Regions from separate parts of the Gossypium hirsutum genome. Here region 1 is linked to region 2. Evidence: chromatin contacts called from public Hi-C data. All regions are on one chromosome and are shown on one strand. The core of a region is the stretch at or near the end of the contact, and the rest is flanking DNA. Distances in the headings are between cores, read along the strand shown. Region 1 holds the start of LOC107914845 (probable acyl-activating enzyme 6). Region 2 holds the start of LOC107914844 (non-lysosomal glucosylceramidase).

What was found. Hi-C and Micro-C count contacts between places; a contact is called where the count stands out from the background.
Region 1: a contact with region 2 is called in a Hi-C map of leaf, with 2.0 times the contacts expected there. The contact joins the promoter of LOC107914845 here to the promoter of LOC107914844 in region 2. A contact is called at or near these places in 10 of 34 Hi-C or Micro-C datasets (anther, callus, hypocotyl and 2 more).

The regions. Positions count from the first base shown.
Region 1 is chrD10:30,489,003-30,494,697 of Gossypium_hirsutum_v2.1, reverse strand. LOC107914845 (probable acyl-activating enzyme 6) reads left to right here and starts at 1,715. Exons shown (of 1, transcript XM_016843892.2): 1 at 1,715-3,899. The coding sequence starts at 2,026. The coding sequence ends at 3,690.
Region 2 is chrD10:30,223,762-30,229,062 of Gossypium_hirsutum_v2.1, reverse strand. LOC107914844 (non-lysosomal glucosylceramidase) reads left to right here and starts at 2,884. Exons shown (of 18, transcript XM_016843888.2): 1 at 2,884-3,270; 2 at 4,153-4,263; 3 at 4,381-4,437; 4 at 4,592-4,668; 5 at 4,749-4,848. The coding sequence starts at 3,190.

The DNA of each region.
Region 1 (5,695 bases), core at 466-2,965, 270 kb before region 2:
TATCACTGAGGATATGTTGCATGCTATTGGGGATTGTCCTACTGCAATGGATATTTGGAACCTTTTAATTCCTACTGATCAAATTGTTAACTTTTATTCAGGTAATTTACAAGAATGGATCACATCAAACCTGCAGAATAGGCATGACTTGGGATTTGGAGAGGTCTAATGAAAGTGCTTTTTTGAGATTCTCATATGGCGTATATGGAAAAATCACAATCTCTTTATTTTTCAAGGTTCGTCTTGGAGCAGCAATGACACTATTAAGGTCTAATATAGCTGGGCCAAACAATTTATGATAATAGCTAGGGGTCCAACGAATTCGCTTTAGGCTCTGATTTAATGCTCCAATTTGCCTGGAAACTGGGTTTACTTGAATACTGATGGTTTCGTTAGGCGTGAGGATGGTTCTGCTTTAGCAGAATTGTGCGAGACCGAAATAAGAAGTGAATCTTTGGCTTTAACAGATTCTTGGGGAGCTGTTCAATGTTCGAGGCTGAATTGTGGGGCATATTAGATGGCTTAAGCATCTTGGTTGATCGAGGGTATGATAATATATTGGTTCAGACAGATAGCCTTGAAGTGGCTAATGCCATAAAGGAGGGATTTACAGGAGGATCTAACTTTGCTTTGATTAGGAGGATTATTCAGTTGTTTTCTCGGATTCAACATTAGAGTATTTGCCATATCCCTAAAGAAGAGAACTAAGAAGCTGATAGACTGGTCAAGTTGGTTCACTTGGATAGTAAATGATTACAAGTTTTTGAAGTCTCCCCATTTAGGGGATTGCATTTTGTGATGTAATTTTTTTTATTCTTCTTTGTCACAAAATATATATAATTTTTCAATTTTATGTAGCTATTATTAAATGTGATACACAAATGTATATTATTGTAAATATGTAAACTAATTATAGTAAATATATATTAAGTAATTATGATTAATTATATTATGTGAACTAATTATGGTTAATATATATTAATTGATTATGGTGAATTTATATTAGATAAACTAATTATGGTAAAACTGTATCAAGTAATTAATTGTTTACTAAATATGTTTAAACATTAATGTAGGTTCTAACTAAAAATACATATTAACTTAATTATGGTAAATATTATGCATAATAGTGGTTCCCATTACTATTTTAATATATAATTGATGATGTGTCAACCAACTAGAGATGTCAATTATCATCATTTTAGACATGCCATATAGGATATTTTCCTTCTTTGCTTCAATATCTTACTTTCAAAGAATGGTCAAGTTATGAGTTCCATCCTTTTATTTTATGAAAATTAATAAGTTAGTCCCACAGTTTTAATTTGTCAAAATTTAATTTTGTACTTTACGAAAACTAAAAAATTAGTTTAGTTGTTGGTAAATACATGAAGTTGAACCACTATTTTTTTGCTAATTTGTTCGGTATAGATTGTTGAATTTTTTATTTTAACTATTTTGTGCATATGAATTAAAAAAATCGATGATTTTAAGGTTAACAATTCAAAGGCAATATTTAATAGTGTTACCTAATGGGACTAACTTATTAGTTTTTGTAAAGCAAATTAAAATATAAGAATTAAGTCAACAACCTCTTGACCCAATAGAAAAAATATTATGTTATAAGCATAAAAGCTTGGATTTGATCCCAAGTAACCTCGTTCCCCTTATGTAATTATATAAAAAGAGGACTAAAATGTCAATTTCAGTAAAATAGAGGGATGCATTTCATGATTAGGCATTTCAATCACTGATAAGCTATACAAATACAGAGATCCTTTGACTTCGAGACTCACTTTAGAACACCACACCGGAGGAGCTTTAATTAGTCGCCTGTTTCTTCCCTTGTTTTTCTGTTTGAACAATCCAATCTAATCTATGTTCCGTTTTTGATGTTCAAAATTTAATTTGTGTTTACTTGTAACTATTGAATCTCTATCGTTACACACCCACAAAACGCACCTCTAAAAGGTTATAAGAAAAAGAAAAAAACCCAAACCACCAGCGTTTCAAGGAGGAAAATTAATGGAAGAGCTAAAGTCACGGCCTGCAAATTCTTCCCCTCTCACCCCACTAGGCTTCTTAGACAGAGCAGCCACCGTGTACGGTGATTGCACCTCCATCATCTACAATAATACTTCCTACACTTGGTCTGAAACCCACCGGCGATGTCTCCAGTTAGCTTCTTCCCTCTCCTCTACCGGCATCAAAACGGGCCACGTCGTTTCCGTTTTAGCCCCCAACATCCCAGCAATGTACGAGCTTCATTTCGCTGTTCCCATGTCTGGTGCTGTACTAAACAGCATCAACACCCGCCTTGATGCCCGCACTGTCTCCGTCCTCCTATGTCACAGTGAATCAAAGCTCCTCTTTGTCGATACCCTTTCTCAGTCTCTGGCCCTGCAAGCCATCTCTTTGTTTCCTCCCAACGAAAACCCCCCACTTCTGGTCTTAATCAAAGATGATGAGGATGATGGTGTGAGTTCCACCATTGACTCTCGCTTCTGTTGCACGTATGAGAGTCTGGTGCAGAAAGGCAACCCTGGTTTCAAGTGGATTCGGCCTGAAAGTGAGTGGAATCCGATTGTTTTGAACTATACATCAGGTACCACCTCGTCTCCTAAAGGAGTGGTTCATTGCCACAGGGCAGTTTTCACCAACACCGTTGATTCTTTAATCCATTGGGAAGTTCCAAAACAACCTGTTTACTTATGGACACTCCCAATGTTTCATGCTAATGGGTGGAGTTTCACTTGGGGGATGGCTGCCGTCGGTGGAACTAATATTTGCGTTCGAAAATTCGACGCCCGAATCATCTATAGTTTGATCAGAAAACATGGCGTCACTCATATGTGTGGAGCCCCCGTGGTGCTTAACATGTTAACAAATTCTCCTGAAACTAAACCTCTCCAAAATCCAGTCCAAATCCTCACCGCTGGAGCTCCACCGCCAGCAGCGGTTCTTTACAGGACCGAGTCACTCGGTTTCATAGTGAGTCACGGGTACGGGTTAACCGAAACGGGAGGACTGGTTGTTTCTTGTGCTTGGAAAAGGGAATGGAACAAGTTTCCATTGGCGGAGAGGGCGAGGCTGAAAGCGAGACAAGGAGTGAGAACTCTGACTGTGACGGAAGCGGACATAGTGGATCCCGAGTCAGGACTGAGTGTAAAGCGAGACGGGTCAAGCCTTGGGGAAATCGTTTTGAGAGGTCCTTGTATCATGTTGGGGTATCTAAAGGACCCAAATGCCACATCCAAGTGCTTGAAAGAAGACGGCTGGTTTTACACCGGAGATGTTGGGGTGATCCACCCTGATGGATATATGGAAATCAAAGATCGTTCAAAGGATGTTATAATTAGCGGCGGGGAGAATCTGAGCAGTGTTGAAGTTGAATCCATTTTGTACACTCACCCAGCAATCAATGAAGCAGCGGTGGTGGCTAGGCCGGATGAGTATTGGGGAGAGACTCCTTGTGCTTTTGTGAGCTTGAAAGCTGAGTTAACTCGGAAACCCAGTGAGATTGAGATTATGGAGTACTGTAGAGCCAAGTTGCCACACTACATGGTGCCCAAAACGGTGGTGTTTAAGGATGAATTACCCAAGACTTCAACGGGGAAGATTCTCAAGTTTGTTCTGAGGGAAATTGCAAAGGGAATGGGTTCATCTTCCCCTCGGGTGAGTAGAATGTGAACTGAGTCGAATCGCGTTTTGCATGATTGTCTGTGTCAGCAAGGTAAAGATTGGATTGTCGTTTCGATCAAAACTAGTTAAAAAACAATAAACTATGTATTATGTAAGCAATTTATATGATTGGCTCAAAACTAGTTACTAGATGAGACATGCCGAATTTAACTAATAGTAGTGAATAATATGGTCGTATTTCAGATTTGGAAATGCCATCTCATGTGTATTGTTTGGCTAACCTTCAACACTATAAATTGGAATGCAATAATACATATATAAATAACTAATATACTAGGCACCGGTGTAGTAACAAATAATTTTCATTGTTAAATCTCTCTATTAACATTAAGTTACCTGCTTTACAAATAGAGCCATTTTGTTCTGTTTGGCAGCAATTGATATCATAATAATTTAATTGAATAAATATTAAAATATTTTCTGGTATTATTTTAAAATATTTTTATCTTTTTATATACAAAATTCTACACACGTACAAAAGTTTGATCATAGATTTTTTACACTTACACTTTAATTCTCAATGAAATCTCATTTGTTATTTATATAATTTTATTTTTCATCATAATTCATATTTCTACAACTCTTTTATTTCACTCTAAAAAATTCTTTTTTTTTCTCTCCAAATTTTCATGCGTTTCGGTGATAGAAGAAAGCAAGGTTTGTTTGTTGATCACTGTAGAGGTGCTATTGTCGTAATTATTTTGTTGTTGTATCCTAGGAGATAGACGACCAACATTTCTCCAAGTACCACAGGAGCAGTCGAATCTGTCTTAAAAAAACTGTTAAATAAACAAGATATTGAAAAACCATAAATCGAATAAGAGAATCGAGTTTTACTAGATGTTGAGGCTATTTTCACAGTTTCCTTAAGACATATTCAACCACTCCTATAGTATTTGGAGAAACATTGATCGTCTGTCTTCTAGGATACAACAACAAAATGATGACGACAGTAATACCTCTGCAGTGATCAATGAACAAACATTGGCTTCTATCACCGAATCGTTCGCTAACATATTTTGTCCTACAGTTTCTTCCTTTGTTCTTCGATTGTGTGTTTGGGTAAGTTAATTGAAACAACCCAACGGGAACCAAGTATTAATGTCGTGTGTGTTTTGAATTTTTTTAAGAAAAGTAATAATAATAATAATAATAATAATTTATTGTTAAGAAGAGATGAAGTTTTGCAAGAAATATCAAGAATACATGCAGGGACAACAGAAGAAACTACCTGGTGTTGGTTTCAAGAAGATTTTGAAGAACTGTAAAAGAGAATTTCAGTCCAAGAATGACGTCCATGGTGTTCTTCATAACCAAACTTGTCCCCAGCATTGTCCAGGTATATATATATATATATTGATTATATGAATTGGGTTTCTTGGGAATAAGAACGGGTTTTTATGCCTGAAGAAAAGCTATCTGATGTATTTATAATCTGATTTTGGGTTTATGACCTTTGTTCTAATTTGTATAAAATTATGATTTGCTTATACTTTTAATGGAAATTAATGTCCAGTTTCCCTATTAATTGATTACATTTTTTTAAATAGTTTAATGACTTATATGAAAAATTTTAAATAATTTAATAATCAAAACTAAAATTTATCCATAATTTAGAAATTAATTGTGTAGTTTACACTTGATTGAAATTGATGTATTGAAGGCAACAGGACGATATCTACATTTTTACCCAAAAGATGCAAGTGCTTTTACGACCATCACTAATGGCAGTCCTACCAAACTGCTATTGTCTTCCTCCATTAAAAGGAGAGGATGGAACACCGTACTTTATCTTATACTTATTTCCCATTTTCTTTTATGGGAAGAACAAGAAACAATATGTTGTTTACTAACCTTTATGGTTTTACTTGCCTCCCTTCATGAACCAATAAATCTCACGAGGCTTAGGAAATTATTACACGGGCTCTTTTATTATAAAACAGGAATAGGAATAAATTATTCTCAACTGAAAATACTGAACAACCTTAAGGAG
Region 2 (5,301 bases), core at 1,635-4,134:
AGCATGTTTAGAAGTCTTTAACATGTGTGCCAAAGTGCCTAAGTTTATGCTTGTGAAGGGTGAAAGAAATGGCTTAATTTTAACCATTTTCTTGTCCACACAGCTAAAGACACGGGCGTGTATCTCAGCCGTGTGTGACATACGGCCATGTGACACGGTCATGTTTTCCCTGTAGGTTTCAAAGGATTACAAGTCAGGCAGTTACACGGCCTAGCACACGACCTGGCACACGGGTGTGTGAGGCCATTTCGAGAGTTACATGGTTCGACACATGGGCGTGTGGCTTGACCGTGTGACCCAAGTCAGAGAGTTACACGGGCACGGACACGGGCTGGGACACAGCCATGTGTCCCTACTTCGAATGTTTACATGGCCTAAGACACGGGCGTGTGTCTCAACCATGTGAGTCACACGACCGTGTGACCCCTGCAGTATGAAATTTTCTAACTTTTTCCTTATTATTTCAAAAGTTCTTGAATTAGTCCCGAATCTTTTTTAAAGTATTTCTAAGGCTTCGAGGGCTCGAATAAGGGACGATATGTATGTGTTTGAATGACTTATGATATGATATATGAAATGTTTGAAAACAAATGATTTAAGTTGCATATTTACGGTAATGCTCCGTAACCTTATTCTGGCGAATGATATGAGTTAGGGGTGTTACAGTCCACCACCCTGATAAAGAATACTCACCTCGAGCAAGCAAGGAAATTTATGTTTAGTTTAATTTACATTTGTTACCCTCGTGTGATAGGGTTAATTTATGGTGTAGTGAAGGAACTCACTAAGTTCATTTGAACTTATAAGAGTTTGTCCGATGTTTGCAAGATTTGCAAGGTTAATCGAGGACTTAGAGAATGGACCTAACTAGACAGTGACAAGATCGGGGATCGCGGGCAGTTAGAGTCATACACATAGGAAGAAGGTACCATTGGAGGCTTCGCCTCAAAAACAATAACAACGAAGCCAGATAACATCCCTAAAATCTAGATTTTTAGGATAGTTAGCCCTTAGCTAAATTTTAAGAGTTATTTTGTAAACAAATAGTTTGTATAGAGACAAAAACCTTGTGAGACCAAGCTTTTGGATAAGCTAGAGGCTTTTATTGTAAGAAGCATTATTGTTTCAATATAGTTTATCTTATAACAGTTAGCCGATAGAATTTAGGATAAGTTAATCAAGTCATACCCGGATCTGGCAGACAGGTCGGGTTAGGGGTGTTACAGTTTAGGTACCGGTTAAATGTTCCCAAAAAATACAAAATATGTACAAATTGCCAAGTTCAGGTGCCATCGTATATATACCCTTAGAATGTTTTAAAGTTTAAGGATCAATTTCGAATGAAAGTATAATTTAATGATGTCTAATGCAATTAACTCTTCAACTTATGGGTAAACTACACTATTAGTCACTAAACTATGGGTAAATTTTCATTTCAGTCACTTAACTAAAGAAAGTTACAATTTGATCATTAAACTATTCGAAAGTTTTCATTTAAGTCATTGAACTATTCAAAAGTTTTTATTTAAGTCACTAGATTAATTTTTTTTAAAGTTTCGCCAGTGAGCTCCAAGCGACGATTCGATGATCGATATAGTGGATCAGTACCCATCGACGAGTAGGACATACCTTAGATCCAAGTTGATTTGATAGTTAATGTCAAAGATTAAAGAAAAAAGTTATTTGAATGTTGGTTCGCAAATTGTGACTTCCAAAATTGTTTCATAAAAAAAAAATTGAACTATAAAAGATAAGAGGAAAAAAAGCTTTCTATTGGTGTCGGTAGTATGAACAAAAAAAACTATAACATTGATTTTAATAGTATAGTGACTTAAATGAAAACTTTTAAATAATCCAGTGATCAAATTATAACTTTTTTTATTAAGCGACTAAAATGAAAACTTACCCATAATTTAATGACTAATGGTATAGTTTACCCTTTTAATTATTAGTAACATATGAACAAATCAAGCAAGTGGATCTTGTTATTTGTCCCGAGAGCAGGTGGTATGGAAAATGGAAAAACAGTAGAATTAGTTAGTTGCTCACTGCGTGGGACGCTATGCGATGCGGTCCAGACAAACACCACACGACACAACCGCATATTATCTCAAGTTCGCACCGCCCACTAAATTAGCAAATAATCAAATAAAAATTTTCTTATTTTTACTTTTGTTTTCATTTTTAATTTTAATTAGAAAAAAACTCCACCATATTCTTTTTAAGACCAAAAAGAAAGATGACCCCACATCCTCACCCATTGGAGGCAGCTATCACGCAACGCCCTTTTACCTGTTCTTTTCCTTCTAGGAAAAATCAAAATTTCAAAATTTTTCACATTTTCAAAAAAATATAATTAATAAAATTTTAAAAATATTTGTTGTTTTTAATTTATATGTTTTGAAAATACGACACTTGGCTAAGAATCAAGTTATCAACATCTATACTTATCTTAAGCTTTTAATCCAATTGGTGTATGTACATACTCCGATAAAAAAATACTAATGTATATAACTAAATTGAAAAATTATTAAAATATTTTTTATTTAAAAAATAAATTATACTATTATAAAAACATGTTTTTTAGTAAAAATTTTTCATAATGTTTTAATATACAAGTTGATAATAAACCAAAATTTTAACCTAACATTATTATTGTATTTTGAACTTGGATGAAATATGATATTAACAAATAAATAAAAAATGAAAGAAATTGGACTTTATTGTGGCGTTGACACCCACCTGGCGATCCATGAGAGCTGACAAGGCTCCAAAGTCCAAATGGCTCTTCCACGCGCCAACCCTACGGCTCCACCCGTCCCCTCTTCATTCTCTCTCTTTCTTTCATTTTAAATTTTTATTTCTCCTCTTTTTCCATTTTTATATCCCAAAAAAGCCGCCACGAATGCTTAACGCTTCTCCAGTTTTTCTACACGGAAATCTAAAGTACCCCTACATATCTGATCCCGCGATTCTCTGATTTAGCATTTCCATTCCTTTTCTATTCTTTTCTTTTTTTAAAATATAAATAAGAGATCTTTCGAGTATAGGAGGCTTTTTCTCCCAAGTTCTTTTGCATTTATTTATTTTTCCTTTTCTTTTGTTGATCGCATGAATTTGGGAAGCATATAACTAAAGAGAAGGGACAGGACATTATTGGAGTGGAAATTTGAATTTTGATTAGTCAACATGGTTACTGGAAACTTATTTCATTCTAAAAAGAATTCATGGCCGCCTGAAGAATATGTCAGCCGTAATACTTTACAATTGGTAAGTTTTTTGTTTTGCCTCTTTTCTTTTCTTAATATTAACGGGGATAACTTTGTTGATTATGGCGTTCTTTTTTTCTAAGTTGATTTCGTTCTGTTTGGTTCCTGAGAAAATGTGTAAAAGCGGAGGAAAAAAAATAGTAGTAGTCTAAAAGTTAAGAGGAGCAAGGTTGTTTTTCCACAGAATTAGTTCTATCCTAAAGTAATAAGGTTCAAATTCATTTTGTAGAAAATTTGAACTATTTATTTTGTATATTTTCTGCCTCTTATTTAATTCAATCATCGCGCTTGATTTTGTAGATAGCATATAAGACATGCCTTAGGAACTATTTAATTAAATTTTTACTTAAATATTTGGAAATGATCCTTTTTCTATGTATTTACCATTAATGAGAGCTTGACTGCGAGCTTGCGTCTCGTCAAAATTCAGGAAAAAAAAGGGATCGCTGGCCTGATACGATTCATGCCATAGATACGATTAGTTGATTTTTGCGGCTGGTGTCTGGTCAAAAACCTGTAAATTGTTAGAAGTAAGAAAAAACGTTTTGAACTTGATGCCAATTAGAATCATTTCAGTATTCGTTTCAACTGTAGGGAAGAGATTGACAGTGATTCTTCTCAAATTAATACAGTTGGTTCTGCCTGATATTATTTCATATCTGATAATCTTAAATCAGCAATATGACAATATTCCGTCTGCATACATATGACTGAGTAAAAGGACTAAAAGTGACATTTTGATTTAATTTTGGGTCTTCAATGCCACATCTCTTTTATATGAGAACTATTTTATTTGACATGATAATCGTGGTTTTTATTTCAGATTAATTTAAGCTTTCTTCTGTACTGATTTTAGTGAATTTTTTGGTTTGGTTCTCTATAGTTTAATTTTGATAGTGCTGCCCCACCAAAACAAGCTTGGAGAAGAAGGTTAAACAGCCATGCTAATATTCTTAAAGAATTCAGTGTTACATTTATGGAAGCAATACAGATGGTAAGTGATAGAAGACCCTGCTTGACTGATTCCAGATAAGAGATAATTAATTCTGTATAGCAAGTATGCTTGATATCCTGTACTGGTTACCTTGGTCTGGGAATTTTGAAATCTTAGGTGCGATTAGGCATACGTCTATGGTCCTATGTCAGGGAAGAGGCTTCTCATGGAAGGGTAATTCTCTTGTTTAATTCAGTTTACACTCATTTGATATTCTTTCCACCTTTTAGTTTCTAGAAATAGGTTATTATTTCCTAGATAGCACAACTGCAGGATGAAGATGTTTTCTGAGTTTTTCTTTTTTATATTATCGCATGATTATGTGCAGAAAGCACCCATTGACCCTTTTACCCGAGAAAGTTGTAAGCCATCTGCATCTCAAGGAGTTCCACTGGGAGGGATGGGGTATTTAATCTGGTTAGCTACATTCAGTTCTTAGTGCTGGAACTTTTCATGTACTCTAATGGTGGCAAATCATGTTGCAGGAGTGGCAGTATATCCAGGGGTTTCAGAGGTGAGTTCAGGCAATGGCAAATTATCCCTGGAACTTGCAACATTTCACCTGTTATGGCTAATCAATTTTCTGTAAAGCTCTGCCCTTCTACTTATTTACTTGTTCGTGTTATATTTTTTTATGAGTTTTTAACTGATTTATTTCAAGAGAATGATCCAAAACCAAAAATATGTATATAATATAAGATCGGTCAACATATGGTTTTAGGACTATCAGCTGAACTCATGTATATGCATTGAACTTGAATTTTTCTTCTGATGAGACAAATTGACATTTTCGTTAAAAGGTTTTGAGAGGCAATATTTGAATTTTATAAGATGACATTCTTTTTCATTTTAAATCTAGCACCAATCATGTAGTTGCTGTGCACCATCAATTATTCAATATTATTTTATTAGTAGATTATGGTTGCAGTTTTTCCAACTTAAATTTATGAAACAGATATGGCCAGTCCCCCCAGATAAGGGATTACAAAAAATAAAAAATAGCTCAAGAAATGTTAAACCAGAATTTCTTCTTCTTGC